Linked DNA regions of Mus musculus: all the other regions are linked to region 1. Evidence: chromatin contacts called from public ChIA-PET, Hi-C and HiChIP or PLAC-seq data. All regions are on one chromosome and are shown on one strand. The core of a region is the stretch at or near the end of the contact, and the rest is flanking DNA. Distances in the headings are between cores, read along the strand shown.

What was found. Hi-C and Micro-C count contacts between places; a contact is called where the count stands out from the background. ChIA-PET counts read pairs in DNA pulled down with a chosen protein or histone mark. HiChIP or PLAC-seq counts read pairs in DNA pulled down with a chosen protein or histone mark.
Region 2: an HNF4G HiChIP or PLAC-seq map of pancreatic cancer cells shows a contact between it and region 1. The contact joins the promoter of 2810459M11Rik here to the enhancer-like site in region 1. A contact is called at or near these places in 3 of 39 promoter capture datasets (cranial neural crest, frontonasal cranial neural crest and maxillary cranial neural crest), 2 of 115 datasets of contacts at active chromatin or transcription factors (effector CD8 T cells and pancreatic cancer cells) and 3 of 9 other capture datasets (adipose tissue, embryonic stem cells and liver).
Region 3: a contact with region 1 is called in an RNA polymerase II ChIA-PET map of effector CD8 T cells, with 47 read pairs. The contact joins two enhancer-like sites. A contact is called at or near these places in 2 of 484 Hi-C or Micro-C datasets (CD4 T cells and bone marrow-derived macrophages), 1 of 115 datasets of contacts at active chromatin or transcription factors (effector CD8 T cells) and 2 of 9 other capture datasets (adipose tissue and liver).
Region 4: a contact with region 1 is called in a Hi-C map of memory CD8 T cells, with 5 times the contacts expected there. The contact joins two enhancer-like sites. A contact is called at or near these places in 2 of 484 Hi-C or Micro-C datasets (CD4 T cells and memory CD8 T cells), 1 of 115 datasets of contacts at active chromatin or transcription factors (effector CD8 T cells) and 2 of 9 other capture datasets (adipose tissue and liver).

The regions. Positions count from the first base shown.
Region 1 is chr1:85,836,944-85,839,534 of GRCm38.p6, forward strand. Cab39 (calcium binding protein 39) reads left to right here. Exons shown (of 9, transcript NM_133781.5): 4 at 343-461. Among named protein-coding and RNA genes, the nearest start is that of Cab39, 45 kb to the left of the region's middle. Within about 2 kb of position 1,293, at least 174 of the 459 cell types and tissues checked have an H3K27ac peak or open chromatin away from gene starts, as enhancers often do. A contact at or near this core is called in adipose tissue, effector CD8 T cells, memory CD8 T cells and 1 more, where this site is marked.
Region 2 is chr1:86,044,552-86,047,142 of GRCm38.p6, forward strand. 2810459M11Rik (RIKEN cDNA 2810459M11 gene) reads left to right here and starts at 1,312. Exons shown (of 3, transcript NM_001144993.1): 1 at 1,312-2,021. The coding sequence starts at 1,412.
Region 3 is chr1:85,679,044-85,681,634 of GRCm38.p6, forward strand. Sp100 (nuclear antigen Sp100) reads left to right here. Exons shown (of 22, transcript NM_001372231.1): 10 at 16-66; 11 at 2,043-2,096. Among named protein-coding and RNA genes, the nearest start is that of Sp100, 30 kb to the left of the region's middle. Within about 2 kb of position 1,303, at least 31 of the 459 cell types and tissues checked have an H3K27ac peak or open chromatin away from gene starts, as enhancers often do. A contact at or near this core is called in effector CD8 T cells, where this site is marked.
Region 4 is chr1:85,696,930-85,699,520 of GRCm38.p6, forward strand. It overlaps Sp100 (nuclear antigen Sp100), which reads left to right. Exons shown (of 22, transcript NM_001372231.1): 14 at 77-181. Among named protein-coding and RNA genes, the nearest start is that of A630001G21Rik, 38 kb to the right of the region's middle. Within about 2 kb of position 1,287, at least 58 of the 459 cell types and tissues checked have an H3K27ac peak or open chromatin away from gene starts, as enhancers often do. A contact at or near this core is called in memory CD8 T cells, where this site is marked.

The DNA of each region.
Region 1 (2,591 bases), core at 43-2,542:
CTTCTGTAAGGTTCAAATCCCTATAGATTGGAAGTGTGCTACCAACATCTGCTTCCCATAATCAAATCAGCATGCTTCTGAGAGTTAGAGATGGTTGAAATTACTTGTGGATTATAATGAGATTTCACTTTGTTGATAAAATTGTATTAAAATTGCACACTGTTAAATTTAAGAATTTGTCATTACAAATAGATAAAATTAGAAATTTAATGTCTACAAATGTTGTAAAGTCAGATATCCAGTCATAACTAATACACAGTGGCTCTTTGACTTTATATTGAGGGTGGATGGACATTTTCATACTTAGACAGGTAAATATTTTAATGATTGTATTCCTAATAGGGCAAAAAAGACGTGGCTCAAATTTTCAACAATATTCTCAGAAGACAAATTGGTACAAGAACTCCTACTGTTGAATACATCTGCACCCAACAGAATATTTTGTTCATGTTATTGAAAGGGTATGTACAATGTGATAAAGTTTATATTCTTAGCTGAAAAGAAAAAGAAAAGTTTGTTTGGGTGGGACAAGATAACCAGGTCGGTAAATGGGAAGATATTCTCTGTAGTTTTAGCTCACTTTTACGTAGATCTTGAATATACTGCCCATTAAAGTCTTGGCCTGTAAGCTAGACTAACACAAAAATACCCTGTGAATGCAAGCTTAAAATTGGGTGAGTTATGAGCCCTTAAGTTCACAAATCAAATACAACTGAAGGAAAGAAATAGAGCCAGTGTGGCCATACTTGTATTCTGTGAGATAGAAACCATTGAAGTCCATTGAAATCCCAGCCAAGTTGAGTCCAGAGATGCCTCCTCTGCACCTCAGCTCACCTCACACCTCACACAGCAGTGAAAGCCTTCTTGGGGTGCTGGGGGGTGGGGGCATGCATGCTGCTCACCCTCACTCAGGAGCACATGTGCTGCTAGGTCACTACACATCTTTCTGGAGTTATTCCTAGGCTAAGTAGGCATTTGATTTGGGTAGTTGTCCATTTCAGAAACAAAATCAAAACTTAGATCTAAACTAACAAAAGTGAAAAGACCCTCTTCGTTCTGAGCACTGAGCCTACCTGGCTGGCAGGGTAGGTAGTTGGTCAATTCCACACTACTATTGTCTGGTACCCCTTGAGCTCATTCCAGCATCGGCAGTGTTTGCTAAACCAGTGGGCAAGCATGTTTGCCCACTGCAGTGACTGACTGCTGCTGTGAACGACCTTGCTCCCTACACATTACCTCACTTGGTTTGTATCTATGGTTTAACACTTCCCCCAAGTTCAGACTTGTTTAGACAAAGCATGAGTCAGTGACATGTCACATGCCAGCTCCTCCTACTTCCTCCTCTCTGTTCCTACCCATCTGTGTTGCTTCTTCACCCGTTACTGTTGTATCGGTCCAGTGTCCCTGTGGAAAATATGCTATATGAATAGTCTGAAATCTGACTGTTCTTAGAACAGTGTGATACTGACCAGAATTTCCTTTGTTATAGAAACCAAAGGTTTATTGAAATCTAAACGTTAACACTTCCTATTACTTCATGGTAGCTTTGATGTAAATAATTTTTAAACAATGTATAGAATTAAAAACAACAACAACAAAAACCTTTGTATTCTCATTGTGTAACCCCTGCTGGTCTTGAACTTAAAAGATCTACCTACCCCTAATTTTTGAACAAAGTATTAAAAGCATGTGCTGTCACTGGAAGCTGAAATAAGATTTTTGAGAGAGAAAGCATAAAACTCTCTGGGCTGGTGAGCAGAGTCCTTGGCCGAGGAGGTAAGAAGGAAAGGCCTAGAATGAAGCTTGGCTTGGGACCTGAGACAGCAAGCCTGCCCTACCCACAACCCCACCTCAGCCATTAGCCTTGCATCTTTCCTGCTTTCTGAGGCTCCTCCTCTCTCCCTGCACACAGCTCGGCGAGGCTGCTCCCCGCGCTCCCCGTGTTCCTCATGCATCTGCCGTGTATGCACTGCACAGGCTTTTCACAGCTACAGTCTGGTGAAAGCCAGCGCCGTGCTTTAGTGCATTGGTGTTCTAGCCCACTAACTTGAATAAGGAGCGAATATATTGTTTGAGCATCATCGTTAACTCAAAATCTATATTGGATGTTATATTAGTTACTTTTCCTGCAATAGTCCTGACAAAAGCAGTCCAAGGAAGGAAGGGTTAACTTTGTACTCAGTTGGAGGGTGGGTGAGGGGGTCAGGGTGGACGGGCTGGTCAGGAGTGCTGGTAGTCAGTTCTCCGCTCACTTTTCCTTTCTGTTTTGTCCATGACAGTAGTTGTAGCCCGTGGGGTGATGGTATCATTGTTGAGGCGACCTTGCCTTCTCACCTTAACGAGCATGCTGAGGCTACCTAGGCTAGATTGTTCCTCACAGGTGTGCTGGGGAGCTTGCCTCTTAGATGATCCTCATCCTGTCAGGTTGACCGCCAGTATATAAACCAACACAAAGCTGGTTTAGCCCATTGTAAACTTTACTTTTCTATATTTAAGTTGTCCCACCTCAGGCCATTGTGTGCTCCTTTGTTCTTTTGGCAGAGCCCAATTGGTCTGTGATGGCTTCTTTGCTTTCTGACACCTTACTCAGT
Region 2 (2,591 bases), core at 62-2,561, 210 kb after region 1:
CTCTCAACCTTCCTAACTCTGCAAGCCTTTAATACAGGGCCTCAAGTTGTGGTGACTCCCAACCAAAAAGTTAGTCTCATTGCTACTCCATAGCTATCACTCTGCTAGTATTGTGCATCATAATGTAACTGGCTTTTCTGAAGGGGTCACAAGGGACGGGTTGCTCTAGACTTGTTCTAGATTCTGGCCCATGGGGAACAACAGCCTCACATGACATCAGGTGGTACCCAAATGCAACAAGTGTTTGTGGAAAGGATGATCTTGATCCATTTGGAGGAAGTATTGGAGGCTGAAGAGAAGTGGTAGAGGAGGTCCCCTGGGTGATGGTTAATTCTAATTATCAAGGAAACACAACCCAGAATCACCTGGGGAGAGAGTCTCAAAAGGGGACAGTCTAGGTCAGCTTGCCCCGTGAGCAGGTCTGGGAATGGCCAGGATTATCTTGATCACCTTAACTGATGAGGGAAGACCCAGCCTGAAGGGTGTGACACCCTTCATTGGTGTGATTGTACAAAAATATTCCTATCTCTTCACTCATGGGTGTGGGTGTGTTGTGGCCAGCTGTCTGGAAGCTCCTGCCTCTGTGACTTCCCTGCAGTGATGGCTACAACCAGGAACTGTGAGCTAAAATAAGCCCTTTCTTCTCTTCCCTAAACTGTTTGGTGTTAAGGTATTTTTATCACAGCGACAGAGTTGAAGCTAGGATGTTATGCTTCCCATCTCTCTCCCGTTCTCACTCACTCTTCTGCTCCAACTGGGCTCCAAAGCTTACACCACTGGAAAAGCAGGCCCTGACGCCAAACCCTGTAGGACTACTCCGAAATAGCTCCAGAAGTTAGAAATGGTGGTACAGACTGTAATCCTAAACTGAAGCTAAAGGGTCTCCAGATTCTAGGCTAGGATGGTGAGATCGTGTCTCAGGAGAAAGAAAGAAAAAAAAAATCTGAGAGATGGTTTACCGATTAAGAGCACTGACTGCTTTTGCAGAGGACCTGGATTGGGTTCCCAGTACCCATGTAGTTGATTATAAACATTCACAACTCCAGATCCAGGAGATCAGACGCTGGTACTAGTGCAGATGCATTTAAGCAAAATATCCATACACATAAAACAAATAAAACGCATAAACAAACAAAACCATCTTACCCTAAGAGGGTACATTAGTCAGGTTAATAATGTCCACTCATCCTCAGTCCCCCACAAGAGCCTGTACTTTCTAGATGTCCTAAATGCTTAGTAGTCCTAAACTACTGAGTGTGTTACTGGGTATCTAAATGAACGAATGAGTGAATGATAAATTCAGTGCGGCGGGACAGGAGTGCGCAGGGGGTCTGGGCGGCTCGGCCCTCGGGGGCGTGTCGGCCGAGGCAGCGGCGGAGCTCCCAGCTCGGCGCAGGAGGCGGCGGCCAGCATGGAGAGCGAGCTGGAGGCGCTGGCCCCGCGGCCCGCGAGCCCGGCGGAGCCACCCTTCCAGGCGTTGGTGGAGGCGGCGGGTGGCCGCGGGCAGGTGCTGCTGGTGGGCGAGCTGTGGGAGCGCGAGCAGAGCCGCGCGCTGCTGAGGGACTTCGCCGGTGCCGTGTTCCCGCCGGAGTCCGCGCCGGGCAAGCCGGGCTGCGCAGAGGCCGAGAGCGCGGGCACCGCGGCGGCCACCGAGTCGCACGGGGCTCCGGGGGCGAAGGCGGAGCGAGCCATTCGCTCGCCGCTCGTTTTCGTGCTGTGCCGCGTCGGATCGCTGACCTCCCGGGAGTCGCGGCGCCGCCTGCGGGAGATGCTGCGGGACGTGCGCGACCGGAGGTGTGAGGGCGCCGCGCTGGTCGGAGTGCTGGTGGCCGACACGGGTGCGGATGACGCGAGGGCGCCCGAACTGCAGCTGCTCGAGACGCTGCTGCGCACGGTGTTCGGCCGCCAGGTCGGGGGCCCGGTGCAAGCAGCAGCCTTTCGTCCCGGCTGTCCCGCCTCCAGCCTGGCGGTCCAGGAGGCGGCCTGCAGAGCCCTGCAAGCTGCGGGGCCGGGACGACCAGGTGAGGCTGCGTGTGGGGTCAGGCTGGGCACTGGGGAAGGCGTCCCTTTAGACCGGTTGAACCCGTTTAGGCCACCCAACTCTGTTGAGGTAAACTGAGGCCCGGTGCTGGGAGGTCCCCAGCACAAGGCTTCTCAGCCTAAGGTGGACATGCTCTGGACATGGAATTGAGTCTGTCTGGCCAGATCCTGACTGCACATGAGATCGGGGGTGGGGTATCTGAGGGTACAACTGGTGGGAAGTGGGTAAGAAGTAGAGTTGAACTGCTCTAAACAACAACAATGTAGGAGTTGGAAACTGGGATAGAAGATGCAAAAATTTGGGTGGTGTGCGTGGGAAGAACTGAGTCTGGGGGGCGGGGTGACTGTAGCTTTAGGACAAGTTTGTCCTGGTAGGATTGTCCTCAGAGCTTTAGGAGAGGGGGAGCTATACAGGAGGCTCGGTGTGGAAGGGAGGAAGGCAATCGAAGTTCCTGGCAAAAACACAGAATAGGTGCCAGGGACGTATCCGGAAGGGTGTGAGGGACCGAGACCGTGACGACCTCAGTTATTCCTGGTAGCCACCGATCGCT
Region 3 (2,591 bases), core at 53-2,552, 160 kb before region 1:
CCTTTTATCTTACAGCACCTGCATATTCCAGAAAACCTCCAACACTGAGAAGAGACAGAGGAGGAGGTAAGAGAAAATAAGGGCTCTTCAGGAGAGCGAATGAACTGTGTATTCAACAAGAGACTCTAATTCTAGGCTCTATTCTTCAAAGTACAACATAAATTTGCCTTTAATTTTAGGTAATTCCTACCCTAACTTTTATGTCAATCAGGCAGGCTAGGTTCTTTAACAGATGAGTCCAAAATGTTAATGATTTCATATAGTAAAAGCCTTTTAATATTTAATTGGAGTTCCATTTTTTTTCCCTCAATAAACATCCTACAGATTTTTAGATGAAGAGTCACCTGGTCTCTAGTCCCAGTGGTCATCAGGGAAACAGTCAGGTAGAAGAGTCTCATCTTTGCCTCATACTCCCTCCCATAATGACCCGGAAGGAAAAGTGCTGCTGTCAAAACCTATTGACCAGAATTTAAAATGTACAGAAGACCCCAAAAGGAACAGAGGGCCAGTCCCAGCAGAGATGGCCCTGGGGTGAAAGTTTCTCAGCTTCAGGCTTAGGTGGTGAGGATAAAATCTTAACTTAGAGGTCACACAGACTTGAAAGGACAAACATGGTTCCAAGGGCAGAGACCTTCCTACCCTGGCATTCCAGAGCTTTGCAACTTTTTTCCTACTTTCTTCCTTCTAGGATTTTCTTTTTTCCTTTATTCCACATCTTACACTGAGACTCTCTCTCGGTGACATTTCTGCAGTGAGAGGGTACTAGGATAGCACACCTTCTCTATCTCTGTCTGTTTCTGTCTCTCTGTTTCTTTGTCTCTGTGTATATGCACACACACATGTGTATAGAAAAGAGGATGTCATTTTTTGGGCGCCATTCCTCAGTGGTTATCTATGAAACAGATACGTTCACTGGCCTGGAGCCCACCAAGTATGCTGGGCTGGTTGGCCAGTGAGCCCCAAGGACTTGTGTGTCTCTACGTCTTTAGTACTGGGGTTATGAGCATCATGTGCGGCTTTAAAAAAACCAAAAATACCCCATGTGTTCTGAATCAAACTCGGGTCCCCATGCTCGCCAACCACTACATTTCACCGAGTCCGAATCCATAAAACAATGCTTTCAGAAGCCTGGAGCTCAGTACTGAGCTGCGGAACTGGGGTGAAAAGCAAAGGCCGACTTGTCTTCACTCCAGTTCAGTATCTAATCTCAGAACTTCTGCTCTCTGACGTGCTTTATTGTGACCACACGGCACAGCATACCATACGCCACCTGGGAGACCATCTGGAGGTTTTGAAAAACCAAAAGAAATCTATCAGGTCTTGAACAAACCTGGAACAAGTCTCACTTAGCCCCTGTGGCTCCTCCCAGCACTTCTCACCCCTGTCCCTACTCTAACACCCCTCCCCCCACCCCTCACCCGCAACCCACCTTCCACCCCTCCACCCCCCATTTCCTGCTTCTGATCCCATTTAACCTCAGCCATTTTGAACAAAAGCTCTCTTGCCCTCTTGGCCTTGCCTTTCCTGGCAGCTCAGCTCCTGGATATTTCTTGGTGCACTTGCCCCACCTCTCTGTTCTCTGGCTCCTGCTCCCACCTCCTCTCAGGACCCTTTCAGCCTGCTGGCCATTTTCCATCTACAGTCTTCCAAATGCCCCTGACAATGCTCTCCCTACATGGTCTGCAAGGATCCCGCTTAACCACACCGAGAAGCAGCCATGTCCTATTTTTTTTTCCATTCAAAATTATTATGAATTGGGGCTTGGTGGAATAATTGTAGTTGAAAGGCAGTGTTCTTTTTATTATATTTGTTACATTTTACATTTGTATTATTACATCTATGCCAGACCCATCAGTCCCTACATATTGAATTCGTGGGATGATTTGCAGAGAGGATTAAAGGACTCAGGATCTCCATCCTGACAGAAAAGATCATGAAAGCATCTTTATAGTCCATACACTCTCTACTATTTAGGTAGTCAGAGAATTCCTATGACCATTTTAGTTCTAGATTACTGGTTTTATTTTCCCTTTTCGTCCCAGATACTTCTGACACTGAGAGCTCTATCATCATTAGAAGACGGAAAAGGACAGGACGTAAGAACAATTTAAAATTCTAGATGTAGCAATTACTTCTCTGTGTTACTAAAGCTCTAAATCACTCTGATTTTTAGATACCCTTTAAAAAAATTAACCTGGTATTTTAGATCATTTTGATGATGCTTTTTGGGTTCAAGTGAGTTTAAGATATTTGCTATGACACATCTCAAAATATTCAACAGCACAAGCCCAGTACAGGCTCATTTTTTACCCCAGAGAAGAGGATGAAGTTGGTCCTAAGTGAAGAAGTTCACTTTGTTCCACATGATCGTCTAGGGCCCTGAGGTCTTAAAGATTTACTTTGTCATTCACCATGCCCACCACTCCACAATAAACAGAAATGGGAGCAGATGGTGCACAAATAAATCTCTGAAGGGGCATGAGGCACGAGAAACAGACACAGAAGAGAATGACCACCATAGAGTTGTCTCCACCCCCAGCACTGGGGACAGCTTTTGGAGCAAGCTTGACCAGCAGCTCTGATGGAAGCAA
Region 4 (2,591 bases), core at 37-2,536, 140 kb before region 1:
GTACAAGTAAGATACCAAAGTGGGTGGAGGGAAGGTCCCGCACGGTTCTAGAATAAAGTGAAATGTGTCCCTGCAGGTCCGAGAATCCCCAGAGAAGAAAATGCGGATTTTGGAGGAGCTGAGCTTCCTGTGGTATGTGGCAACGCTCAGGGCTTCCTGGATAAGGAGAAATTTAAGCAAGGTGAGTTTCAGATCTTCGGTGCCTTTCAAAGCCACAGTGTAGGGGGCAGGCACCTGTGTTGAGGGTGTCTCATCCCGGATCTAGTTTATGGGACTCGAGATATAGGTAATGTCATGCCTGTTAATGAGGTGAGAGGTTGTGAGGCCAAATTAACAATAAGAAGAGGGCATGAGCCGGGCTGTGGTGGCACGCTCCTTTAATCCCAACACTTGAGAGGCAGAGACAAGCAGATCTCTGAGATCAAGACCAGCCTGGATTTCAGATTGAGTTCCAGGATAGCAAGGACGAGAGAAAGAGAGAGAGAGAGAGAGAGAGAGAGAGAGAGAGAGAGAGATCTTGGCATTACTCACCTGGTAGAGACTACCTGAGTCTAGTGCCAGAATTTCTAACAGCCATGAATTATGAAGGCACCTCTCTCTGTAGATGCCCAGGAGGGAACCAACTGAGTCGTATGTGTCGAGTGTACTCCTTGTAACAGTTTCAGCACAGCGAGATGACATTTGCAGATGCCAGTCAAGGGCTGACTGTGTTGGATGGTGGTTACTCAGAAGAGTCTCGGGGTTGCTGTGTTTATCCTGTGTCTATCTGCATCACACCCCAGAGAGGCTAGACCCAGGGCTTTGTGCATATTAGGGAAGCATTCTATCATGAGCTCTGCCCCAAGTTGCAGTTTTGCGTGTTTAAATATAAAACCATAGCTTATCAGGCTACCTCCCATTCCCCTTGAGAAAAGGGCCCATAAGATGTCCATCTAGTATCTCATACCAGAGTGAAAACTTCCACAGCTGGGCAGGAAATGTACATGTCTGAGAGATTCATCATCAACCTTTGTGGGTCTGTTACCTGCAACATCTGTCAAACTTTAATCTAAGTTAAAAGGGTGGGGCAGATATTTGAATTGGAAGAAAGATACACTCAAACTTTGTGTTTACCAGTATATTAGCCCACTGTTCCTGGCTCTATTTTAGTATTCAAGTAAGGCTACTCTATTTAACTTACAGATTTAGGGGCTAAAAAGTCAAGATCGTGCAGCCTATTGTGTGGCTTTTGGTAAGAGACTGCTGGTAGGTGGCTTCATGACAAGAGAACGTGTAGGAGGAAGAGATCATATCATAAGACAGGAAGCCAGCAATTGGGGTCCCATGAGAGTTACCATCATCCCTCCTGAGGGCAGCTCCCTCTATGATCGAGAATATCTTATTCTCATATACCAAGTGAAGGACCAGGTTGTCAATGTGAGAACCCTGATGGGGTGACACTCATAGCTAAACCCCAAGTCAGTTGCTCTGTCATCTCTGTCAGACTCTCTAACACTGAACTTCCTCTTTTATGAAATGAGAATAAAATTTCTCTCACTGGACTGCAATGAGAAATAAAGGACTATAGATAAAAAAAAATACAGTGAAAATGATCATTGTTAAGGTACAGAACTACTGCTCTATCACCCATTGTGACTGACCTTCCTCCTACAACACAGTTCTTTCTTTAAGATTTATTTTTGTTTTATGAGCATGGGTGTTTGCCTGCATGTGTGCCTGTGCCTGGAGCCCATGGAGACCAAACGGGGACATCAGAACTGGAGTTAACAAGTGCTTAGATGCCACCTTGTAGACTCTGAGACCTGAACCTGGGCCTCATGAAAAAGCAGCAGGCAATTTTAACCACTGAACCATCTCCCTAGCCTCAATAGGTTCTTTTGTTATCAACAAATAGGCATTTTCCCTACAGTTCTACTGTCTATGTGTAATCTAGCTATTCCCTCTGGATTATATTTCCAAACCACTTTTAACATCCAATAGCCATGTGTCAAAAATATGTGAATATTTTATAGCTAGCTATCATGAGCTGGAAGAGCGATGTTGTTGACAAAAGACAGGACTGGCTGTGGTGATAGCTTCCTCCTGGGTGGATTCACAAGAGCCCAGTAGGGAACTTTGTGTCCTCACTCACCTTTCTAAAATGCAAGTTGGCTCTACCCTGGAGCACAGTAAAAGGAGGAGAAAAAATCCTGTTTGTGTCTCAGAGACCTTCCTTTGCTATTCTCTTTTCTTTTAATATTACAGTAGAATACTTTAAAAGGTGATGTTAAGGGCTGGGGAGACAGCTTTGTGGTTAAGAGCACTAGCTGCTGCTCTTCCAGAAGACCCAGGTTCCATCCCCAGCAACCACAGGGTGGCTCACAACCCCAGTTCTAGGAGAGACAATGTCCTTTTCTGGTTTCTGTAGGCAGAAAACATGCATGCTGTCCACAGACCAACAAAACACCCCGCAAAACACCAGTACTCCTAAAATAAATAAATGAATTCTTTTTAGGAAAAGGTCAAAGGGCAATGTCAACTAGTCTCTGTCCTTGCCTGTCAGGTGGATGTGTGGCCCTTGGTGACTCACAGGGAAATGTAAACCTTCCTGA